Regions from separate parts of the Mus musculus genome. Here regions 1, 2 and 4 are each linked to region 3. The links are chromatin contacts, called in public promoter capture Hi-C maps. All regions are on one chromosome and are shown on one strand. The core of a region is the stretch at or near the end of the contact, and the rest is flanking DNA. Distances in the headings are between cores, read along the strand shown.

Region 1 (4,634 bases), core at 452-2,951, 480 kb before region 3:
GCCCTCTGACAGGTTCTTTTGCACCAGAGACTAGTAGTATTCTGACAAAACTAATATTTACCTCTCAAAAAGTTTTGCTCACGGATCAGATTTAAGTTAGACTACGCTAAGTACTAAGTGATAACTGCTCCGATCACATCAATTCCTTGAGCACCTGCTCATATGCCCACATTGCTGCATCAGGAAATTTAGACCCTTGGTAGATTTGATCTACCCTGGTACCCACCCATCAGTGTTGTCTAAGTTTAAGTCTGTTTGGGGGTGGGGTGTGTGTGCCTGACTAGAAGGATCTGTGTCACATGCTTATGTTAGATGCAGAGGAGGCTGGAAAATAGAAATAGTATTCTAGAGTATAGGCAGGTTTCTTAAGTTAGTGAACAAGATAACCAGAGGGGATGTTCAGTAGGCAAGACAAGGATAACTCGTCATTTCTAGCATGGGCAGGGAGGGTGATGGTTCCTAGTTTGTATGAATCATAACTCCCCCCTCAGCCTCTATATTTAATGCTCATGAAAACTCTTCTTTATTCTAGCTGGTCTGAACAAAGGTGGATATCGAAACCATTTGGTGAGGCTGCAGAAGATGTAAAAGCAAGAAGCCAGGACATTATTAGATTCTATCTGTTCTAATGTACAGAACCGTAGAGCATGAAACTTTGCATGTGTGGGAAGAAGGGCACCCGGAGAAAATCAGAGACAGACGAAAAAACAGAACTTATCATCTTCTGACCACTTTCAACTTCTTAGTTCCATTTTCTTGGAAGCCTGGCTGCCTATACATCATGTAAACACTTATATATTATATTATATACATTAATTTTACTAAAACAAATAAGAGATAATTTATGTTTTTTCAGTCCAAGGTTAATACATTTGCTTTGAGTGGCTTTCTAGTTAGATTTGGCTTTGATAATCTCTACCTCCATTCCCAAGAAACAGCTCCCCAACCCCACCCAGCCTCTAAAGTCTCACTAATCTTTTCTGGTTCCCTTCAATCACTATATGTAGTTGTATGGGAATGTCAGGGCCAAGAAGCAGGAGTGGGTGGGTAGGGAAGCAGGGCGTGGGGGGAGGGTATAGGAAACTTTCGGGATAGCATTTGAAATGTATATAAAGAAAATATCTAATAAATAAAAAAAGAAAAAAATTCAAGGCATTGTCTTTAGATCTTTCAAAACAAACTTTTCCTTTTCCTCATATAAGTCACGGACTTTGAAGGTTTCAGTTGCCACGATAATGGCCCATTGATATTTGACAAGGAGAAAATACACTAAGGCACAGAGGAAAGCATTTTAGAAGATTCTTGAATTAAAAATTGCCCATTATGACAATTAAAAACTTACCCGTTATGCGATGACTTACAAAAAAATGTAATAAACTTCAAAGGCTCTTCTAAGTGACAAGAATCACCTGGAGGGTTGTACTGGGGAGAAAAAAGAAGCCAGGATACAATTGAAGCTCTCCAGGAAGCAGTGTCCAATGCCTGTCCTTAATGTGGTCTGTTCAAGGGTCATGGATCCATACTCTGTCACAACCCCAAGGTTAGAATAGGATAATCCTGAAAGGGTTGCTTTTAGGTCCAGATCTTTCTGCCCTGGCTTTCCTGCAGGCAGGCATCTGCCACCTTCATGTGCCCCTCATTACCTCTTGCGGATCCAGCGCAGCTGCGGTTGTGTCTCAGAGCAACCGTGGTGAAGGGTGCCACGTGAGGAGGGCCACGCAGAAGTTAGTTCCACTGGCCCTTGAAGGTTCCATCCAGCCTTCATGCCCGCGAGAGGTAGATGCGGTTAGGGTTTGGGGCCAGCAGGAGGAGCTCTAGTGCGGACATCCTTTACTGACCAGTGTTGGGCATACTCTAGCTATTAATCTGCAGTCCTTGAGCCCAGCTATGGCTGATTCCCTGCTCCATAGACTTCCCCACCAAGCAAATACTACCAACTGTTTTCCAGTAGAAGAAGCAAGTCTTTCTATTGTGAGTCTCCTCAAAAATCAAAGTTCTAAACTCTAGAAGGAAGGATGTTGTTGGAACCCTGGATCTGGTGGTGTTTGGGCAAGATGTATCTTCTGTTCCTCTCTCTGCAAAATCGAGGTCACACTTGCTCTGTGGACTTTCCATTTTCAGAAATTAGATTGCACAAGTCCGTCATCCACTCTGGGACAAGAAACTCTAAACATAGTGGGCAGTATGCCAAAAGAAGAGATGGAGGCTGGAGGTGGACTTGAGAAGGGACCCAGAGGAAGATGAGAGGAGTTGTGGGGGTGAAAGACAATTAAAATTCATTATATAAATGCATGGAACTGTCAAACAACCAATCAACAAATAAATTAACCCCGACAAAAGGCTACTGCTCTATGTAATCTAGTCCTAAATGGTAGGTATTAAAGAACCCAAATTTGACAGTCATGTCTATGAGGCTGAGAGTCATTTATGATATGACTAAACAGGTAAACACTAAACCCAGTAAAGTGTAAGGGTGCTATATCGGGCACCTGGAAGAAGTGAATAAATTAACAGAAGGTCATTTGGTCTAACTTACTCAGATTACATTGAGTCTCAAAAGCAATGGTGACTTGGTTAGCTGCTAACTAAAGGAGTGTTCCTCACAGGCAATTTGTTGAGGCTTCCAGTACCAGGTATTCCATGTATTATGTAATTTATTGAACATATAATTCTCTAGGAATTAGAATGCTCCAATATTTATATATCCTGTTGAGGATAAATATGAATGACATTGTTTATGTATTAGTAGTAAGGAATGGAAAAAATATAGAATATCCTTTACCTTAGAGTTTACCTTGTGGGAAAGGTGGGGTGAGAGATGATCCATTTTAGTATTAGGTGGTCAGACAATAAAAATCGAATGCAGCTTAGGTGGTAAGGAGCAGACAGAAAGGTAAGGATGCCCTTGCAGAGCCCTGAGCTCTAGGAAAAAATGGAAAACGATGCCTAAATCTCTCAAGGGTTATGCATTTGGTTGCTGGCTTTTTGCAATGTGAAGGTGAGTGCTATCACTGAAAAGAAGTGGCCTCAGAGGACAGATGGAAGTCAGACTCGACCTAGAGTAGAGTCAAAGGGAAAACACGAGGTAATTGTGTGGAGATAATATGTACTTACCTCTGGAGCTCTGGCTTTAAGAAAGGAAAGGTAGTTGTGTGCAGAGGGAGTCCTACGGGGGAGTTGTTTTAAGATGACACTTAACACTGTGAGCCAATGCTGGTGGCTGGCCGGGAAGGGATGAGAAGCCAAAGCCATCTAAGACATCAATGACACAGTGAGACGTGGACTGTGATCTCTAGAAGCAGCCTTCTGTCATGCACAGACCTGCAGGTAGCCTTAACTTTCTCACTGCACACTTGGCTTTCTTGGCCCGTCACCTGGCTTGCCTCTGGGGCCACTCTTTTGCTAACTTGCTCATTCTCTGCAAGCAGGAGCTCTTGGGTACAGGTTCTGTGAATTCTATGAAAGCTTCTAGTTTCACACAATGTAATGAGGAGCTAGACATAACTATAGCACTTTTGTCACATGGTTAGCTTAAGTTGACACGTGTTTTAGGTATAAAATACACAATTCTGAAGACTCCATATGATCTGTAGACCATATGACTCCATAGATTATAAAGTATATCATCAATAGTTTTTACCTGCATCATTTAGATGTTTTTGACATATTAACTGTGTTGTCAAAATTAAACACATATGTTCCTATTTACTCTCTTTGTGTGGCTGCTAGGACAATTTAAAAACATACATGTGGTGTTTCTTACATCACCAGTAGATAACGATGCTCTGTATCTTTCACGGTCTTGGACATCACTCCTTCCTTTCAGGTTTCTTGCCTTTTGAAGTTTTTTTTGACCTTAATTTCTTCATTTTATTTTTTTAAAAATTGTGTTTTATTTCCCCTTTCTTTTCTTTGCTCAAAACTCCCTTGCTGTCTTTCAAATTCATGGCCTCTTTTGTCATTAATTGTTACACATGTATATGTGTGTATTCCTAAATATACCCTGCTCAGTATGTAGTCTGTTACTTGTATGTATGTTTTCATGGCTGACCATTCAGTATTGGACAACCAATTGGTGTGCTCTTCACTGGGGAAGATTATTTTTCTTCATTCTCTGCATTTCTTCGTTGCCTGCAGTTCTTTGTGTAGGGCTGAGGTCTCCTGGGCTTTCTCTTTTCACTTTGGCATGTTCGTTGATGTCATCCTTGTTCAGCTTCTGTTTGGGCAGTCATGTTGGTGAGACTTCATGGGTGTAGCTTCTGACATCACTAAGAGACAGAATCTCACAGCAAACTTCCCAATTTGGCTCTTACAATTTTTCTGCTCCCTCTTCCACAGTGTTCCCTGAGCGTTAGGTGTGGGAGTTGTTTTTCAGGTGTATCCACTATGACTGGAACCCATAACTCTGCATTTCGATTAGTTGTAGTTTTCTTTAGTGGTTTCTTTTGAATGTTTTTCTATGTTTATATAAAATCATGACGAATTAAAGTTGTCTCACTCATCAGAAAAGCCTTACTGTGGATGAATGCTATTACAGAGAATCAGAATAGAGAATGAGTAACTGTGAACTACCCATACCCTAGTGGGATATGTAACATACTCCCAATCCCCTAAAGGAACACTGTGGAAGAGTG
Region 2 (4,576 bases), core at 703-3,202, 360 kb before region 3:
TGTAATATAAGCCTGATGCTCACTTTGAGAAACTACATTCATAACACTCCCTTGTGTTTGTGTCTGTCACTTTTTCGCTGACTCCCTGCCCACCTGTACCGGGACCCTGATCCTCCTGCAGAATGAGGGCCGACTGAGTCCAGTCTGCAGCACATAGATATTCCTCCATCACTCATCGTCACCTAGAGCACTCACTGATTCTTTCATGTTACAATATGAAAACGAGACTCTTCACGCTTCCTCTTGGCTTGTTAGCTAATTTCTTGTACTACAGAATACTATTCTATTATATGGGTATGATGGGACTAATTTGTCAAGCTTCTTTTATTAGTCTTCTTAAATCCTTTAAGCCTAGATTGACCTCTCCCAGCCTCCTCCACTGCTTCCCCGATGCTTCCTGCTCTTTGGCTTCAAGAGCTTACTGCATCTTTTGTGCTTCTGTGTCCTCATTTTAGTTCTACTCGTTGAGATTCCATGATTTCTTCACGGTCCATATGAAATACCCAATTCATTGCAGAATGTGCTCATTTCTTTTAACTGGAACAACTGTTCTAACTCTGGGCATTCCCACATCACTGTCACCATTTATGATCCTTCTAGATACTCTATTGAAATATAATTCTTAATATTTTCATAGTATTATTATTTTCACATGAAACCTTTATTTTCTTAAGTGAGGAAAAACTAGCTTATATTTTTTTCCTGTGAAAACAGCATCCAACATAGTTGTTTGCACCTAGTGCAGTTTCTGTTAAAGCAAACTATTTCATTCAAGCTTGAAGTCCATCATACTTGACGAGATGCTGAAGCAGATTACATTAGTGTTTTTTTTCCCCCAAGTGCCACAGAATGATATTTATTTTTTGTCTTGTTTTATTTTATTTTTTGTTCTGAAAAGGATTACTTTGTACTTTCCATTACGAGAGGCCAGTGTTCAAAAGGCAAAATATTCTCCAAGATATGTGTAACATTACTACCTCAAACATATCTGACTGCTTCCTACCTGTCCATTATCCTAAGAAAGGTTTGGTAAATGAAATTAACTTCTGTGGAATGACAGGTTGATGGATGGAGAAATGAATGTTTGCCAAGGTCCATCTAAGCCTAGACAAAGAACTTCAGGCAACTAAGGATTTCTGAGAAAGAGAGAATTGATCTTTTCTAGAGATAACCCCCACCCCCAATAGATTATCCAAGTATCAGCCAGCAACACTAATAAAACTCTGAAAGTTGTATTTATATGTTTGCGCATTTATATACATATGTAAACAATAACAAAGAAAAAGAGACCATAAATTTGAGAGGGAACAATGGGGGAGGAGCCATGAATGAGGTTGGAGGGAGATGATGTACTTATATTATTAATTTAAAAATTAAAGAGGCCATTCTAAAAAAATCTTTATACTTATATGCATAAACAAACATATATATCTGAATACTATGTAAAACTATGAGTTCTGAGGTCTGCTTGGGAAGCTGTAAAAGTGTGTGTTGCAGTTTGCTAAGAGAAGAAATCTGAGCTAACTTATACTCAGTTGTCCTTTTTTCTTTTGCTCCTTAAGATTGACTAGAAAGATAATTAGTTTGGAGGCTGTGATTTTTAAGAGTTCAGGAACATTGAATTTACTCATCTTGTATTTTCCTATTCACAGAATCTTGTTCATAATTCATGTAGAAGCACAATCCATACTTCCTGAATTGATTGGCAATGACATATGGAGCTGATTCCTTGGACATTGTGTGCTACCAGATCTTATACATAGGGACACATTTTACTTACCCCTAAGATCTCCAATTTTCTAATAATGATCTTCTGCACTCGGTTTTGGGGATTATAGGCTGTGGCTGTAAGTTCTGTTGTTTGGTATTCTTGAGTGGTGACCTCTGGAGGGAACACCAGGAACAAGGGACTATGTACATTTTTTGAATCCATGATGGTATAGTTGGTTTTTTCAAGTGGAAGGGAAGGATAGAGCTGGCACTCCCATTTAGACCATGTTCGTTTCCTGTACTGAAGCTGTTTAGAGCACTGGCATTGTTGTACTCTGATTTAGAATTATAGAACCATAAAGTCACAGAGTCATAGAATTTCAGGGATGGGCAAGAGCCTAAAGAATTAAAGTGCCATTGCTTGTGTATTGGTTTGGAGAATATGACTAGTAGTCTTGGTTTGATCAGAAAATACGGTGTCCTTGGGCAAGTCATATACTACTTTGCTCTTACAACTACCTCATTCACATATGTATTAACCTGTCAAATCTTTTAGTTCCCAAGTTTCTAATTCTTCCATTTCAAGTGTAGAGAGAGAGGACAAAACCTCTCAGGCCTTAAAACTAATCAGTCATATTATTCGTGTTGCCTGTCACTTAAAAGGTTCTTTTCTTGTTTTGTGTCAACGTCATTTTAGCAGACTTGTGTTATATACCACCCTAAAGCAGAGTGGCTTTAAAGAACTACAATTCTGTTTTGTGGGAACTCTGCCAGTTACATTGCTAATTTTTTTCCTGGCTAGTAATGTTCTATTTACCCCTGTCAAGTTTTCTCATACATCTATGGTCACTAGTGGATTGTGCAGAATTAGATAGCCTCAGTCATGCATCTTCATCAGTGGATCTGGCTGCCAAATTGCAAAAACATAAATGAGCAAAAGAATTTATTATTTTTTTTAAGTGTATGTGCATGCGTGTGTTGGTGTTTTTGTGAATGTATCCAATTTGTGTGAAGATACATGCAGAGGCCAGAAGAGTTCATCAGATCCCTTGGAGCTAACTATAGGCAAGTTTGAACTGCCCAGTGTGTGTTCCATGTAAGAGCAGCAAGTGCTCTACAGTTATCTCTGTCCCACCATGTCTTATTGGTCATATATATATATATGTGTGTGTGTGTGTGTGTGTGTGTGTGTGTATATATATATATGGACATGTTTTGTTAGTCATATACATACATACATACACACACTCACACACCCATATATATGCACACATTTTAAGTGGATTATAATGCACTTGGTCTGTAAGTCAATGTTAGTAATAATAGAAAATGCTATTAGTCAGCTACTTTTTATATCATTCTGTTCTATCTATTATGGTCAAATATTTTATCTCAATTTGTTTCCATAGTTCATTTAAGCTGTTTCTTTATCAGTTTAATATGTATCTATGAGCTTAACCATAAGAACTTGACAGTATCACAATGAGTTACGGCAAGTGTTACTGATCTGTGGTTCTCTATTGCAGGTGGTTGTGAAAGGAAATAAAACTTGAGACCTGTGATTCATGTAATGTGTGTCAAATAGTCCAAAGAGTTGTTTGTGAGCTTTGAAACCTGGGGCTGAGAACATAGCAGAACAGGCCAGGATATGCCCGGGCAGGCCTGTCTTTAAGACATTCCTGAGGCTGCTTGGCCATAAAGATAGAGATAAAGAGAATGACATGCTGGACTGGCCCGGCGCCTCCCTATCTCCCGCCCTTCTGACCTAAGTTAAATGTTAACAGGCTGCTGATGTTTAAATGGACCAATCATGTGAAACTGAGCCAATTCCTCCCCCAGCCCCACCCCTTTTCTATAAAAACCCCCAGCTTCCAAGCCTCGGGGTCGAATCCACTGTCTTCTGTGTAAGATACGGTTCGACCCGGAGCTCTGCCATTAAACAGTTGAAACCACTGTCTCCTGCATGAGATACGTGTTGGCCCGGGGCTCCGTCATTAAACTACCTCATGCTTTTACATCAAGATGGTCGTCTGTTCATGATTCTTGGGTGCACACCAAATCGGGAATTGAGTGGGGGGTTTCCCCACTAGGTTCTTTCAGTTGCTTGCTAATAGACATCTCAGGTGTGTTCATTTTGACATGGATGGTGTATCTGAGCTCAGTTTTGGAAAGCTTCATAAATCCTTATGTATCTTATTTTCCAGCATTACAAAATCTCCCTTCACGGGAGGTCCTCTAATTTTAAAGTGGTTTATGAATGACTGAATATTATATATTTTTTATTAGGTCTTAATGTTCCCTAATCAAACCTTCATCTTGTTGTTACCTGTTCTTGGGAAGTTATGATGATGCAAGTGGTCAGACTGAGTTCAAGGCTTCATCTCTGATTTCCTTGCTGTGTGGTTGTAAGAAGGTTTCCCATGTTCCTTCATTTATGTCATACTCTAGATGAAGCTTACTTTTCCTTGTTTTTAAATTTCTTGTCTTCCTATTAAAAAAATGCTCTCCTTCCAAAGACCTATATCCAATCCCTAGAGAATAGGACAGTGGCAAGTGTTCTCTGCCTGGAGGTCTCCAAATCCTCTGGGTGTCATTGTCATTTTAAGTCACAAACAGTGAGTCTAGATCTTATTCCACAAAGGATTGTGAAAAATCCATTATTTCTCCCGATGTATTCAGCTATGTTGGGAGAGCTACAAGGAGACATGAGAGGGGGAAAGTGGCTGGGGTTTCTGTTTATCCTGGGCTGCTGCTTTAGGGCTGACTTCACGCTGTGCTGTCCTGCTGGTCATTATTACTTTCAAGTAGAAATGCTGCAGCATTTCAAGCTGCAAAGATTGTTTTAAAATAAAAGTGGCAACATTTT
Region 3 (5,017 bases), core at 345-2,844:
CCAGTCTCCTCTGGCTTCATGTGTCTGCCTGATGAGGTACCACCTGCCGAGATCCCCAGTCCTGTATTATGAGATTCCTGGGAGGCCATTTGGGGCTGTTTGGGGCTATCATGGGGAAGAACTCACAGGCTTGGTGCCTCCTTGGACCACTTTCTAACAGTATTTTTTAGTGTCACAGAAGAGTTCATCTTGTCCACGCATCAGGATTGCTCTTCTGAGGAGGGTCTGAGTTCCAGAAGTCACACCCTGCGCCTTGCCTTTATACCCTAAAACTATTCTCTTCACAAAGCAAATCCTCTCTCCCCACTACAACTTGGCCTGGATACTGCCAAAATCAAGCTTTCAAAAAACCCTTTTAGTCCTGGCCTAGTCTGAATGGTGAACCCTTTCTTCATGTTCTGGGAATCCCTTCAGCACAAGTTCCACACACCTCAGGCTGAGCTTCAATTTTAAAGGTGCTTGCATCTCTCTGTGTGCTCATCTGCCTCACTGCCTCACAGTTCATATATATCTAATACAAACTTTATAAATAGCCATGTTTAAGAATAATAATAGAAAATCCATTAGCAGGCACTGGGTCTTCATGCTGAAAACACCACACAATGGCTTTGGAGGTCTGACACATTGTTGAGCTTTTTAGAAAAGAATTGAAGGTAAGCTCCAGCCTTCAGGTAAAGCAAGCCATGTTCTACAAAATATAGTCAATTTGGCTTTTAAAAGAAATCTAGAAATTGTAGGCTTCCTAGTGTCCCACTAAGGAGTTCATCTCCCCAGCTCTATCTGTGTAGAACACTTCTGGGTGTTTTACTCATGTCAACCAATTCAGTTTGCAAAACATCTATTGGAATGTGTATTGTCATTATGACACTTTCCATTTTACAGATGAGGAATCTAAGAAATAGAGCATTAAATAACATTCCCAAGTCCACCTGGCAGGGATCTGAGAAGTTAAGGGTCAAATCTGCCTCTAATTATCACCACACTCTTATGCACTCAGGCAGGATCTCCCTCACAAAACTTATCATTCAGGCCACCTCTCATAGCTAGACCTGGCCACCAAACTCAGAGGCAGCCTCTTAATATGTCAAAATGTGTGTGTGTGTGTGTGTGTGTGTGTGTGTGTGTGTGTGTGTGTGTGTATGTGTGTGTGTGCGCGTGCGTGCCTGACTGCCTGCCTAACATTGGTCTATCCATGTCTACATTTTCCAAATATATTATGCCAAAAATCATGGCACCGGGTTACCAGGCGCCAGGTAATATCTGCATTCCAAAGACATTTGTCCACACAGCTAAAAATTCCAAACCTCTACTGAGAAATGAAACAGAAGACTTTTATCCCAAGAAAGCCACCCTTAGCAGACAGAAAAATGAAGAGATGATTCCAATGGAGAAAGGTCTGGTAGGGTTTACCTTGAAGAATTCAGGATTTGACAAGTCCTTCCCCTGCAAGTCCAACTCATTACAGAAGAGGAGACAGTAATGACCACCAGAGTCTGTCCCCCAAAACCAGCAGTCTCTTCCTCCTCAGGCTTAACGAATCTCTTCTTTGTGCAATTCCTCAGCAAGTCCAGTGGAAGTGGTTTTGCTGGCTGCCTGAAAGGTGTGCTAATAACACTCCTATTTGAGGGCACTAATGGCCCACCCACTTCCCCAAGTATACCATTAAGAAGGAAGCTGGTATATGGAGCCATCAGCATCTGGCTCTAAGATGTTGCTTCACACATTATTGGAGCAAGAAATAAAAGCAGAACAAGGGGCTAAGTCAGTGGGAAGGTAGAGTGGGATGGGGGAGAATAAGTCTAGCTATGTAAAAAAAAAGTGAAGCCAGGCAGAATGAATAGTGTTGGGAAGGGGAACAACATATTGTGGCCATTAAGGGACTGAGTTTACATAACGTATCAGTGATGTTGCTAAAACTGTTTTTATAGAAATTATAATGTTTAATCCTCTCAGGCCAAGCAAGGTTAGTTCATTTGTCATAAATTAAGACAATGGTAATTTAAATATATTGCGTTTACATCAACTGTCACTTGCTGTTCAATTTGCTTCAGGGTGCATCCATTTCTTCCATCCTTGGGATAACCCATGACCTAAATACCACTACTGAATCAATGTAATGAAAGACAAAACTGACATAGAGGAGATAATCAGATTCTCTCATATTTATCCAGATGTATTGGTCTGTTGTCTGATAGTATAAGAGAATGCCACTGACAGGGTGGGTTATAAAGAAGAAGAGTTTATTTTTCTCGTGGCCATAGAATCTGAAAAGTCCTGTGCCAGAACACTAGCACTTCTGAGGGCTTTCATGTCACACCATAGAATAGAGGGAGTGAGGGAGAACACTTGAGAGAAAGCAGAGGGCAGACACTCATAATTAGACATTTAGGGTTGCCTGGGATATGAATTATGACTCTGGTTACCTCTGTGAGAGAGTTCCCATAAGCATTTAACTTAGAAGATGAATCCTGAATATGGAATTCAAAATCCCATGGCTTTGGACTGGATGAAAAAGGAACCGTGAGCTGAGTGAGCACTCATCTGTCTGCTTCCTGACTGCAGAGAGTGTGACCAGCCCATCACATACTCTGCTGGCAGGGCCAGAGCAGCCCTTGTCACCACCCCTCCCTTCAAATTGGAAATAGGCATAAAGCTTTCCTACGTTCATTTAGTCTGGGTTTTTTTTTTGTCATAGCAATTTAAAAACAAACAAACAAACAAACAAAGGCAAATTTCATCCTCTATTAGGAACGATTCTGACTAGACCTCACTCTAATGTTAACAGTGATAAAAGCAGCCCATGCCCCATGTTCTGGGAGTACAAAAATGAATGACAGTCCTCCAGTGTCTTACCTTGGCCCACTGTACCCCAGTGGCTTTCGGGGATCATCTGAGGCTTCAGCTTAGGTTGGGACCCTGTGTCTGAAGCCCTTCAAGGCTAGAAGTCAGATAGTTTTGTATGGTGGAAATGACTTGTTCTCATATATGGTCTCTATGAGGACTTTATTTCTTTTTTTAATATTTTTATTAGGTATTTTCCTCATTTACATTTCCAATGCTATCCTAAAAGTCCCCCATACCCTCCCCCCCACACACACCCCTACCTACCCACTCCCACTTTTTGGCCCTGGCGTTCCCCTGTACTGGGGCATATAAAGTTTGCAAGTCCAATGGGCCTCTCTTTCCAGTGATGGCTGACTAGGCCATCTTTTGATACATATGCAGCTAGAATCAAGAGCTCCAGGGGTACTGGTTAGTTCATAATGTTGTTCCACCTATAGGGTTGCAGATCCCTTTAGCTCCTTGAGTACTTTCTCTAGCTCCTCCATTGGGGGCCCTGTGATACATCCAATAGCTGACTGTGAGCATCCACCTCTGTGTTTGCTAGGCCCGGCATAATCTCACAAGAGACAACTATATTTGGGTCCTTTCAGCAAAATCTTGTTAGTGTATGCAATGGTGTCAGCGTTTGGAAGCTGATTATGGGATGGATCCCCGGATATGGCAGTCTCTAGATGGTCCATCCTTTTGTCACAGCTCCAAACTTTGTCTCTGTAACTCCTTCCATGGAGATTTTGTTCCCAATTCTAAGAAGGGGCAAAGTGTCCACACTTTGGTCTTTGTTCTTCTTGAGTTTCATGTGTTTAGCAAATTGTGTCTTATATCTTGGATATCCTAAGTTTCTGGGCTAATATCCACTTATCAGTGAGTATATATTGTGTGAGTTCCTTTGTGAATGTGTTACCTCACTCAGGATGATGCCCTCCATGTCCATCCATTTGGCTAGGAATTTCATAAATTTCATTCTTTTTAATAGCTGAGTAGTACTCCATTGTGTAGATGTACCACATTTTCTGTATCCATTCCTCTGTTGAGGGGCATCTGGGTTCTTTCCAGCTTCTGGCTATTATAAATAAGGCTGCTATGAACATAGTGGAGCATGTGTCCTTCTTACCGGTTGGGACATCTTCTGGATATATACCCAGGAGAGGTATTTCGGGATCCTCCGGTAGTACTATGTCCAATTTTCTGAGGAACCGCCAGGTGGGATTGCAAGCTTGTACAACCACTCTAGAAATCAGTCTGAGGGCTTTATTTCTACAACAGTTTTCTGCCTAGGCATCTAAAGGGTCTGCTCTTGCACCTTACACACCTAAGGAACTGGTGAGAGGTGGGTGATACCAAGGTTCGCGTCTTGTACCTTCTCTGGGGCAGGCGAACTGACAGGCTTACTTGAGCCATTGCTAAAGCATCTGGGTAGTGCTATTCTGGAATATCAGGAGCAGAGTATTAAGAGCTTTGTTAGGGGGCACTTGGAGTCAATCCTGCATCCAGCTTCACAAAGCATTCTGTTTTTCAGGAGTTCTGGGCTTTAAAAGGCAGCTATAAGAAGCTCCAAAATCCCATGTGGGCTTCTCTCCCATCGTCCATGATCCTTATGTCTATGCTAATCTCAAATTAGTTACACATATGACTTTACATTCTTCTCCTGGGAATTCTGTAAATATTTATACTCTATGCCTTTTAGTTTATTTTTTCAATTACAAATTCCACCTTAAGCTCTTCTCCTCTTAGACGGATGATGTTAAAATGATCATACAGCAGAGTCCTCCTGAATTCTACATTCTATAAAGCCCTAGGATGCAAACATAACCTCTTGTTATGACACAGGGTCTCATCGAGCTCAAGCTAGCCTCAGACTTACTGTGGAATTAAGAACCTTGAGTATTTTGTTACCCCTTCTAAGAACGACCAAAGCACCCACACATTGGTCTTCCTTCTTCTTGAGCTTCATGTGGTCTGTGAATTGTAACTTGGGTATTCTGAGCTTTTGGGCTAATATCCACTTATCAGTGAGTGCATACCATGTGTTTTCTTTTGTGATTGGGTTACTTTACTCAAGATGATATTTTCTAGTTCCATCCATTTGTCTAAGAATTTCATGAATTCATTGTTTTTAATAGCTGAGTAGTACTCCATTATGTAAATGTACCATATTTTCTGTATCCATTCCTCT
Region 4 (4,998 bases), core at 543-3,042, 320 kb after region 3:
ACTCCTTTCCTGTAAAGGTATTTAACCAAAGTGAGAAGCCAGGCTTTCCAAATCAGACTAGATTCACTCCTTCCTTCCTTCCTTCCTTCCTTCCTTCCTTCCTTCCTTCCTTCCTTCCTTCCTTCCTTCTTTCCATTTGAGACAGGATTTCTCTGTGTAGACTAGGCTGGCCTCGAACTCAGAGATCCACCCACCTCTATCTCTTCAGAGCTGGGATTAAAGGTATGTGCCGACACCTCCCAGCTTAGATTACTTCTTGATATTCATGAGGTAAATAGTTTTTTACAGTATCTAAAAGCAACTCCTAGGACTGGAGAGATGTTAACAGTTCCTGTTCTTCTAGAGAACTTGAGTTCTGTTCCCAGTATTCTTATGGGTTGGCTACCCACCAACTTTAGTTCCAGCTCCAGGGGATTTTATGCCCTCTGCTGGCATCCACAAGTACCTGCACTTAGGTGTACACACACACACACACACACACACACACACAAATCAGAAGAAATGAATAAATAAAAGTTAAACCCTATTCCTACTGCCAGGTCAAAAACTGCTACACTGTAATAGGTGTTAGATTCCCCAAAATGCAGGTTTTGGCTATTTTTGTAATAATAGTTCACAACAGCTCAATGCTGGACTAGTTACTGAAATTTGTGACCTCTAACACAGCTGTAATTAAGCTGATCAAATCTAATCATTCAACACCCAGTTCAAAACAAAACCCTAGCAATAAACAAGAGAATTAATTGTGTTTTTACCACACTAAACCTAACAAGGGCCTTTAGATTTGGAAAAGAGATATAAAGGTAGGTAGTAGGTCTTTGCCAATCTATTCTCCCCGTAAATAAGGTCGGCAACTAGATGGTCAGAATTAATAGAAGTGTATTAGAATCTAGAGTGAAGAGACAGAGGGTAGACCAGGAAAGGGAATGGGGTGAGGATTGGAGGAGTCGTGAGTCCAGGAGGGGGCCGAGGAAGCTCTCTCTGGGTTCTTCCGGAAGCAGGATATGAAAACGGAATCCCTAGGAGACCCAGGAACCATCCATCTCTCTTTATTAAGGCCATCTGCAAGTCTCAATTGAGAAGGAGGGAATTCCACAGCACACCCACATCAAGAGCATTTATAGAGACCCATCACTTCCTTAAAGCTGCAAACGTGCCTGCCCACTTGTGCATCCATGAATTTATTTGCTATCTCGGCCAACTGCAGCTTTCACTGACAATGTCCAGAACCAATCATCTCCAATCATAGCCCTGCCTCTCCACCGACAGGTGAAAGACATAGGTGTCAGCCAATAAAAAATAAGAATGAGTATGTGAAGGCTGGACTCTGCCCCATTTACTTCAATGCATTCAGTAATTGGTAGAAAGGTTTGAGCAGCTGATATCAACCACCAATCCGTAAGGGCGGAAGAGGATGAAGGGCAGCGCGATGGGCGGGGGTGACGTGGCAATGACAGAAGCATAAACTGTAATGACTGACGGAAGTACTAGCCATTCGGAGGCCAAACCGGCCGTGAGCTCTGCATTCTCCCGTCCTCGGACTTCGGAAAGCCACCAATGATTTTGTAGCCCTGCCTGATTGGCTTTCCTGTTAGCCAATCGAAAGCAGGCCTGGAGGACGCGTCGCGCCTTGAGCTTCTCACTGGGCGGAGTAGCATGACAGGCCCGAGAGAAATGCCAATGTCCGCGGGGTCTTCCGCAAGTGACACTTGGCGGCACCAATCGCCGCCCTCCTTCCCGGCAGTCGAGCCCTCCTTCCCGCGGCGGGGCTGGCGGGGCGGGGACGCTGCGCGGCGGCGGCTGAAGCGCTAGCCGTGTTGGGCGCTCCGGGCGGCGGCGGCGGAGCTCGTAGGCGGTTCCGGTCGTGTCTCTCCGGGCGGCGGCGGCTCATGGCGGCGACCGAGCTGAGAGGAGTGGTGGGGCCGGGCCCGGCAGCCATCGCGGCTCCGGGCGGCGGCGGCGCGGGTCCACCCGCGGTGGGAGGCGGCGGCGGACGCGGGGACGCGGGGCCCGGCCCCGGGGTGGCGGCCGCGACGGCGGCGACGGCGGGCGGCCCGGGCCCCGGGGCCGGAGGAGTGGCGGCAGGCGGCCCGGGCTCTGCACCGCCAGCCGCGGGCTCGGGCGGTTCGGGCGCCGGGGGCTCGGGCTCGGCTAGAGAGGGCTGGCTCTTCAAATGGACCAATTACATCAAAGGCTACCAGCGGCGATGGTTCGTGCTGAGCAACGGGCTCCTAAGCTACTACAGGTAACTGCTTCCGGGGCGCCACGCTCACCTGGCCTCCCCCCCTGTGCAGCCCACAGACCCGCGCTGTCACTCTCCGCCGGCTGGCTTCACTGCCAAGGTCGCCCTGGGTCGCTGTCTGTCACCTGCACAGGTTGACAGCTTGCAGAAGTCAGAACCTGCAGATTTGACACACTGCTCTTGTCTCCGCTGTCACCCGCCCCTAGTGCCTCATCTGCCTCCATCCCTGGGTCTTTCCTGTCAGCAATTGTTTGGAGAGCATCTGCTCTGCCATTGTATTTCCGCTACCACGTGGGTGCAATCGCTAATTCTGCAAGTAAGGCACTGTTGTGAAGCTGGAGGGGCACAGACAGCGCGAGCCCGGGCACTGTCCCTCAGGAACTTACAGTGGAAGTTACAACTCCTAACTTTTTGTGCTCTAGTCTCTAAAATTTAATGTTTCTGATACACCCTTGATATACCTGCCCATGTCTACTCAGAATACACATTCCGACATCAGAATACCACACACAGGGAGACTTTGGGATTCTGTCCACCATATGTCTTACCTCTTCAAGCATGCGCGTACTTTCTCGGTCTAGACAGTCCACAATAGAGATGTGTACTCTACCATAGCTTTTACTTTTGCCTGCCCCACCTCTTCCCATGGGAATGACTGTCTTATCCAGCAGTCACCGTGCACCTTTTAGTTTTATTTAAGATTAAGTTTTATTAAAGGAAGAACACATGTTTTTGAAATGATTGTTAAGGTTTCACAGTGCTTATTTTGGTATGGTTAATGTATACTTACTGTGACTCATAGCATGGTCATAACATGTCACACTTCGGGGCTTATATTACTAGACAGAGGTGTTGAGAGGTGATTGGAGGACAGGTTATAAGCTTTCCCAACAGCCTTGCATTGTGGCTGGATGTCTTACATGCAACTGTTCATTTAGTGCGCATAGATCTCCTATCTCCCTGGGAGTTAGGACATGTTCCCATGTTCTTGACAAGAAAGCAGACTCAGCATGCGCAGCTCTCCCAGGGTCTTGGAGAAATCAGGATTTGAAACTACTCTTCATACTTTAAAACCTAAAACCTAGGTTAGTGCTACGTGAACCAGTTAGATACAGAGATAATCACCTAAGACACGGTTTAGGTTTATAGAGTGTGTTACAGTGTGTCTCATGAAGAAAGTACCGAAGTCTACTCTAAGAGGGATTTGCTTAGTATAATAATAACGCCATTTCTGGTTGAAATCTCTTCCCACAGTCCATCCAGTTTGGGAACCCAAGACACTGCTGGGGGCGTGGCTCAGCCTGTATTCCTTTTCAATTTCACCAGTAGTTTCTCTCCTATCAGGAGGCCCATGGGGGACGAATAACCTCCATGAACATCGTTGGCTTGGCTCGTAGAGAATTTTAAAGAAAGCCTGAAGACGAGAGTTATAGGCTGTTGGTGGGAACATTTTTATCGCTCCTCACATAGAAAATGCCTTAGCTCATCCTTGATGCTTAAGCAACGTTAGTTGTTTAGTAGGTGTGACATTTTCATTATTGTGTTCTGAATTAATTTTAATATAACCCTTTCTCCTACTCATCTATAACTCATTTTAGGATTATAACATACATTTAAAGTTTTAGTTTGGCTCAGAGATTTTTTTTTCCCATCTGTTCAAGCTCCATGTCTTGTTTTAATTGACTACTATTCTAATGATTCATATCCTGACTTGGTTTATAAATCTCTAGTAACATTGATTCCTCATATTAAAACTTGTACATTAAGGGCTAGATATAGTGATAACAAGCCTTTACTCCCAGCAAAAGGCAGAGGCAGGTGGATCTTTATGAGTTTGAACCATAGCTACAAAACAATGAAAACCAAACCAAGCAAAAAACCAACTGTATTATCTAAGGGCTTTAATAATGTGTAGTCTTGGGTTGGAGAAGAGCACTTACCGCACATACATAAACAAGGGCAAAAGACACATAAAATACAGGAAATCTAAAAAAAAAAAAAAGGAAATATTTTCTGATGGTTTAATCCAACCAAGTTCTTACATTATCTACTTTGCAGGATACCTGATTGTTTGGTCAGTATAAATCTTGATCAGTGTTGACCTTGGATATTAATAATGTACCCTGTTGCTATTCTTCATATTTGTTGCTGCTTTTTTTTACCTTCTTTCTCACAGAAGCTGACTCCACGTAAAACACCTTCCAAAACATAGCAAGATATGCCATTAGCCTGTCATGCCAAGTACGATGGTCCCATTCACAGGCCGACCAATCAACAGGGTGTAGTTTATCAATCTGTTCCTTACCCCACACCCGAAGAATTTCAGTGAAGTACATCCTTCCTGCTGCGTTGGCAGTTTATTCTTAGCAGGGGGCTTGTGGTCCCCATCTCCTTCCTAGAGCTACTTAGCTGTGTTAGCATTCCTCCTCTGAATGTCATATGTTCAGCACCTACAGTCTCTGATGTATGCCATTTTCAAAATCCATTTTCTCTTCATAGACCCCATCCTCTGATAACAGAAGAACAGACCTGAGCAATCCTTTTGTCTTATGTTTCTTTACACAAATGCCCCATAGCTTACTCTCTTACACAAATTCTCATTTCTCTCAAAAACACCCATGGCAGGCTGTAATAGGTTTTCCTTCTAGGTTCCAAAGATTAAATTAAATTTCATCTGGCCTTTTCAGGCAAGAACTTTCTACCCAGAAAATAGCTGTAATACTGTGATGGCTGAAGAACTTCAGAGCAGAATCTTT

What was found. Promoter capture Hi-C pulls out the DNA fragments that hold promoters and counts their contacts.
Region 1: a contact with region 3 is called in a promoter capture Hi-C map of trophoblast stem cells, with 4 times the contacts expected there. A contact is called at or near these places in 11 of 39 promoter capture datasets (the 3T3-L1 cell line, cranial neural crest, embryonic stem cells and 6 more) and 2 of 9 other capture datasets (liver and macrophages).
Region 2: a promoter capture Hi-C map of liver shows a contact between it and region 3, with 6 times the contacts expected there. A contact is called at or near these places in 10 of 39 promoter capture datasets (the 3T3-L1 cell line, embryonic stem cells, frontonasal cranial neural crest and 6 more) and 3 of 9 other capture datasets (adipose tissue, liver and macrophages).
Region 4: a promoter capture Hi-C map of embryonic stem cells shows a contact between it and region 3, with 4 times the contacts expected there. A contact is called at or near these places in 7 of 39 promoter capture datasets (the HPC-7 cell line, embryonic stem cells, hematopoietic stem and progenitor cells and 4 more).

Annotation. Positions count from the first base shown.
Region 1 is chr19:11,163,629-11,168,262 of GRCm38.p6, forward strand. Ms4a19 (membrane-spanning 4-domains, subfamily A, member 19) reads right to left here and starts at 1,702. Exons shown (of 8, transcript NM_001370777.1): 1 at 1,644-1,702; 2 at 1,362-1,422.
Region 2 is chr19:11,281,861-11,286,436 of GRCm38.p6, forward strand. It overlaps Ms4a5 (membrane-spanning 4-domains, subfamily A, member 5), which reads right to left and starts at 1,953. Exons shown (of 5, transcript NM_183190.2): 1 at 1,781-1,953. The coding sequence starts at 1,933. All of the region lies in intron 1 of 4930526L06Rik (RIKEN cDNA 4930526L06 gene), which reads left to right.
Region 3 is chr19:11,639,257-11,644,273 of GRCm38.p6, forward strand. Ms4a3 (membrane-spanning 4-domains, subfamily A, member 3) reads right to left here and starts at 1,595. Exons shown (of 7, transcript NM_133246.5): 1 at 1,411-1,595; 2 at 1-43. The coding sequence starts at 20.
Region 4 is chr19:11,964,052-11,969,049 of GRCm38.p6, forward strand. It overlaps Osbp (oxysterol binding protein), which reads left to right and starts at 1,793. Exons shown (of 14, transcript NM_001033174.1): 1 at 1,793-2,245. The coding sequence starts at 1,890.